Linked DNA regions of Sus scrofa: region 1 is linked to region 2. Evidence: chromatin contacts called from public HiChIP or PLAC-seq data. All regions are on one chromosome and are shown on one strand. Each heading gives the region's core, a stretch centred on a gene start, on an enhancer-like site or on the middle of the called end of the contact. The rest is flanking DNA. Distances are from core to core; before and after follow the strand shown.

What was found. HiChIP or PLAC-seq counts read pairs in DNA pulled down with a chosen protein or histone mark.
Region 1: a contact with region 2 is called in an H3K27ac HiChIP or PLAC-seq map of skeletal muscle. The contact joins the promoter of BBS12 here to the promoter of NUDT6 in region 2. A contact is called at or near these places in 1 of 5 promoter capture datasets (liver), 11 of 47 Hi-C or Micro-C datasets (brain, embryonic fibroblasts, fetal heart ventricle and 7 more) and 2 of 2 datasets of contacts at active chromatin or transcription factors (alveolar macrophages and skeletal muscle).

What each region holds. Positions count from the first base shown.
Region 1 is chr8:101,428,658-101,431,357 of Sscrofa11.1, reverse strand. BBS12 (Bardet-Biedl syndrome 12 protein) reads left to right here and starts at 1,332. Exons shown (of 5, transcript XR_002346426.1): 1 at 1,332-1,480. LOC100622849 (centrin-4) reads right to left here and starts at 1,162. Exons shown (of 5, transcript XM_003361972.4): 1 at 1,013-1,162. The coding sequence starts at 1,015.
Region 2 is chr8:101,240,762-101,243,659 of Sscrofa11.1, reverse strand. It overlaps NUDT6 (nucleoside diphosphate-linked moiety X motif 6), which reads right to left and starts at 1,493. Exons shown (of 8, transcript XR_002346434.1): 1 at 1,464-1,493. It overlaps SPATA5 (spermatogenesis associated 5), which reads left to right and starts at 2,561. Exons shown (of 17, transcript NM_001177913.1): 1 at 2,561-2,705. The coding sequence starts at 2,561.

The DNA of each region.
Region 1 (2,700 bases), core at 83-2,582, 190 kb before region 2:
GTAGGTTTTACCTTCAGATTCAGACAGTGCCTTCTGAGAGGGAGAAGAGGCAAAGAAGACATGCTAGAACAATAGATGTTATGTTGGAAAACTTGGCCTTACTTGGTATATCTGAAACGCAGTGTTTAAGGCATATTTACTTTCATCTATGCCTATATGTTTCATAAGATCTGTTTATTTTGTGAGATATGGTTGACATAATATCCTTTCCCGCTTTCTCTCATACTTTTCTATATTGCAGAGATTGAGAAATGAAAAAAATACATTTTCCAGGTGAAAAATTACTCCAGGGATCTGGTTAAGAATAAATATTAGACCAATTTACAGTATCCAGGGAAGATGGAGGTCATCTTCCCGCTATTTGCCATTTTCTGCTGGCAAGCAAGGTCATAGAATTAGTCTTGGAATTCTTCTGAGGCCTCATCTCAGCATCTTGTCTCCAGCTCTGGGGTTGAGAAGTAGTGGCGACAGGGACTCCACGTTCCTGTGTGTCCAGACGCCAGCCTCACGGGTGTTAAGAGTTGGCTGTGGGGGCGGCAGATTCTTCATCTCTGGACTTTCAGATACACTGGTGCGGTCCGCAACGCCATAGTTCCAGGCACAGAGGTCTTGGCCCGCCCCCGTCAGGTTTTCACAGTTCTGTATGTCTGTCCTAGAGGCCCAGGCCCTCCAACAGTTTTCAAGCATCTTACCCTCCATTTCTGGGTGAAGAGTGGTTTCTCTTTCCAACACCGAACTCTAAGTAGACCGTTGGTATTAGCAGTTGATGGGGTTGAGGAGGGAAAAAATGAGCTGGAAAACAGTTTTTCTGGCCCTAGAGCCACGAACAGTGCGCCTCTATTCAGCGACAAGAGGAGGGTAGTAATATACTCGAGGGTCATGATGAAAAGGCGAGTAATACATTTCATAAACTAAAATCAACTCTATTTCCATTTTAAAAATAAATTGCTTTCTTGCTCCGAGGATAAACTTCATCCCCAGCCCTAGTAAGGTGTTACAGCCCCGCACTCACCATGTCCCCAACCGCCGCCCTCAGGGGACCTCCCGGCTTCACCCGCCTGCTGCGCAACCCAGCTCAAGCAGTAGCCTTCACAGCCAGCCAGCCGTTGCTATGGCAGCCTTCGCAGACCTCGCATTCAGCCCTGCCCGCTTAGGCTTGCCCCACTGATTGACAGTCGTTCCATCCAATGGTCAGAAAAGAAGCCCTTAAGGCCGGCCCCCCTCTCTCTAGTCTTTACCAATAGCTTAACGCTCTTCCGTTCCCAGCCTACTGTTAAGCGGAAATTTTCCCTCTGGTTTCTTAGCGACCAAGCCCACTGGCCCGCCCCACTCGCCCCGCCTTGCGCTTGCGCAAAATCCTGGCCTGGGAAGGAGGAGCTTTGGCCACAGTTGCTTGGGCGTCCTAGCGCCAGACAGAGCTTCCTCTGGTGTTGAGGAGACGGGGACTGGAGCGTCCCATAGGGATGGAGAAAAGAGCGAGGTTAGTAGCGAGGTGCTTCCACCAACTTCTAAGTCTTGAATGGAGACATTAGGAGACCTTGTTTGCTTTTCTGACCTCTTAGGGCCGGGGGGAAGAATGAGACTTTGGGACCTGTGGGCTTAGTGAATTGGTACAGCTTTGGTTTACCTTCCGGCTGGATTACCAGAGGCGGAGGAGACTGCCCTTTCCTTGCCCCGCTGGACATCCCTCAGGCTCCACAATTCCTGGGGCTTGGCCTTTAGCCAGTTAGCTCCTCCGTGGTTCGCCGGGATTCTAGCAGGGTAGGCAGCATTTATTTATAGGAGGGGGCGTGGGGCGGCGCTGTGATCAGAAGGCAGTGGGCTTGGGGGCAGGACCCGTCTTGGAATGCACATGAAGTCTCCCTGCATAGGAAGGAGTTTTTACCGTGTTGTAGCGTTTATTTGCGGGGTTGGACTTTGGAGCCACCCATAATCACTATCAGTCTTTTCTAACCCCCAGCCATTCCATTGCCTTGATCCCAAAATTTGGTCCGTTTCTCAACCATATCCAGCATAGATCCGAACTGTAGTAGCCTCATAATCCAGTAGAGATTTAGATGCGCATTTAACTGCTGCAAATCAGAGCAAATTCTTGTCTAGAGGGCCAGACTTGCTGGTTCTGCCCAGTGGTGCATCTGGTCAGGGACCAACTAAAGGATCAGGGAGAAGGACTGGGATAGCAAGAATGAAGAGGTAATAGTCTCTAATGCTTAGTTGCTTAAATATCAGGACTTTTTTTTTTTAATGCCTCTTATGGTGCCTTCTCTAGAGTAAGTGCTTAGTTTTCGAAACAAATATTATACTGTGTTCTCCAACAATGGATTCAGGAAGAACATTAATTTTTGCCTAGTCTTTTCCCTCTCTCCCACTTATCTCCTTGAAGGTAAGGCAGGAAAAAATGTGCAGAGTACATTCTTGAAGAAGTGTCCCAAATCACTTTTCTTCCTTTAGTAAGTAGAAACATGGCACATTTTTCAAAACCATCATGCTTTCTGGTTCACATTATATCCCAGGGAGACACCCAAGCATTGCAAACATTGATTAAAACAAAAACAAAACAGGAGTTCCTGTTGTCGCACAGCGGAAATGAATCTGACTAGGAATCATGAGGTTGTGGGTTTCATCCCTGGCCTCGATCAGTGGGTTAAGGATCCAGCATTGCTGTGAACTGTGGTGTATGTCGCAGATGCGGCTCAGATC
Region 2 (2,898 bases), core at 244-2,743:
TCAACAACATATTACCTGTTCATTCATCTAACTTTACAGTTATCAATAACAGGAACAATAAAGCAACAGACTTCATGTGTAAAGGTACTTAACTCTTGCTAATACATTATATACAATCAGTCCAATTTACTCGAATAGATTTGGATTTAATGGGCTTTCTTCTCAGGTTATTTTAGTTTATTTTTATAGGCAATATGATTAGGTTTTGTTTGACTCAATGACAACTAGCAATGGCACTTAACGGTGCTGTAAGAACACATTCTAGAGCCAGGGAAGTTAATCTGTCTCAGTACCATCATCCCTGAAATGAGGATAATAGTACATACCACACAAGTTGTTATGAGAATTAAATGAATCTGTATTCATGAAGTTTTAAAAAGTGTCTAGCACTTAGTGCAATTGCATTAAAAAGTTACAAAAAGCATATGGTACTTCAAAGTTTATAAATTAGTTTCATGTAATTTATCTCTGATCACATCTATCCAGTAAAGTAATTAGAGCTAGCATTATTCACATAAGCAACCTAAGATAAAAATATTTTCAGTGGTGATTTGCCTAATGGCTGGCTAGCTGTGTGGCAGAATCTGGGACTTGAAACTTGGGTGTGGGACTCCAAACCCAACCCACTTTCTGCTTTACCTTCCTGAGATAGTGCTTTGATCACTTGTTTGGCCACTTACGAGTAACAAGTGTGTGCAATAAACACCTGTGTCTACCCACACATATGACACACATTAGAGGATGAACACCGATTTGATCTGCTGGAGTTAGCAACTGTCCCAAGTAGGAGAGAAAACAGGTGAAGAGATAAGTAGCTTGGAAATGAGGATGCTTAAAGATTAACTAGCTCTACTCTATTACCATAGATGCTCACTTGCCATATGCTGCACAGAATAAAGATTATTTGAAGTTTCCTCTTAGTGTGAGAGGATATTTTTCCATGGCTAAATATCCTTTCTCTGCTTTCAATTTGATTATGAAGACCCTCAAGGGCAGTTTGAAAAACAGGTTGCTCCACCAAATCGAGGGCTCTCAAAGTGAAGGTTCCTCTTCACAAGCTTTCTTTTTTTTAATCATTGAATTCAAGGTTCAAAGAGAATAAAGAGAATGGTGAGCTTTGTTCCTGAAGACTGAAACCATTCACCAATCTCCCCCGCTAATTATAAAGGGAGTGTTGCTTTCTAAGTAGAAGAAACTCTCTAGTTCTGGGCACCAGAGCTCCTGATCCCACTTGTGAACAAATACGACCACTCGGAGCCTCTTCGGCCCACTTACGGTCCACCACCTGTATCAGAAAACGCGATAGGGTGTTTTTTTGTTTGTTTTGCCTTGGGCAAAGTGCCGGGCAGAACCAAGTCTCAGTAAACGGCAGTAAATAATTATGAAATAATATTAACAAACGCGGAGCAGTAAGTACGCGGCAGCTATAACGCTAAGCACTTAATAAGCATTGTCCAACTTACCCCTTAACAATCCCATGAGTTCCTGTTACCTGGTTTTACAGATGAAAAAAAGGTGATTTACAAAACTTGCCCAAGATCACACACTAGAAAGAGGACCAGAAAGTAGGGCTGCAGACCTAAAGTTTGAGCTCGTCACCATTTCCCCAACAGCCTCGGAAACCTCCCAGCCAAGGGCACGAGAACGAAAGGCAGAAAACGGGTGCGGGTCACACACGCCCTCTCTCCTTCCCTCCAGAGCGACTCGGGAGTGGGAACCCCAGTTACTTGGTTAGAAAGGTCGGGAGCCCGGGGAGCCTTGATCCAAGCGCACTTGCCCTGCAAAGCTCTCTGGAAGGCGACGGTGTCCAGGCGGTCCAGAGCGTCTAGTTTCACCGAGACGCCCCCGAATCTGTCCAGCTCACCCCTCAGCTCGCCAGCTACGGAAGGGGGGTCCCGAGAGCAACCCAGGAAACTCGAGGCCCCACGGAGCCCTGCATAAAGCATTGCGTGGCGCACCCGAGCCAGCCCAGTGAACCAGCAGCGGCCGCTCCGCAGCGGCGGCATTTCCACGCAGGCTCTCGTGGCCTCAAGCCTCAGCTTCCAAATTACCCAGCGGGTTTGCCTTAGAACGAAGAATGCTACCGTAAGTTTTAGAAGAGTACCACCCACCCTATCTCAGGGTTGAGCAGGCATTACCGCTTTGCAGCTCTAGGTAGAGGAAACGGCAGTCCTGTTGACTGACTCCTCTCAGAAGTTTGCCTGGCTCCCGCCAAGCGGGGAGAAACTCCCACAGCTTTCCACCCTCCCGGAGTTACCCCCACCCATTTTAATATTAAAGGGACGTTTGTTCAGGGATGGAAAATGCGGTGGAGATAAGAAAAATTCCTGTTTTTCAGGAATTTACAATCTAAAGGACAGTTCTGTCCACCTACTCCTTGGCAGAAGTCAGAACCTCTTCAACGAAGGATCCTCGGTTCTCCCGCTCCTCCTGCGCTCCACTCCGGGGATTACGGCGCGGAACAGAGCCTCGCTGGCTTCTGCCCCGGAAGTTTTTCTCTCAGTGAAGCGCGCACGTTGAGCCGGCTTCACCGCTGCTTCTCTCAGGCAGCCTTGAGATCATGTCTTCCAAGAAGAACAGAAAACGCCTGAACCAAAGCACCGAGAATAGTTCGCCCTCGGCCTCCGCTGCTTCCTTTCCTGAGGGGGCCACAGCTTCAGCCGTGGCGGCCGGGACTTTGGTGGTGATCAACTTCCTAGAAAAGGGTAAAGAGTTCTGAGAGGGAGGTCCGAGGCCGAGGGGGTGCTGCCTGAGAGGACGAAAACCTAGCGGTTCTACCTTGAGGGGAAGAGGTTTTTAAAAAGTTGGTCGAGGCAGCGATATGAGCGCGGCACAGAAGTCCTAAAACACCTGAAGCTGCGCCTGCATTGGAAACGTGAGGCAGAAATGACTTAACCA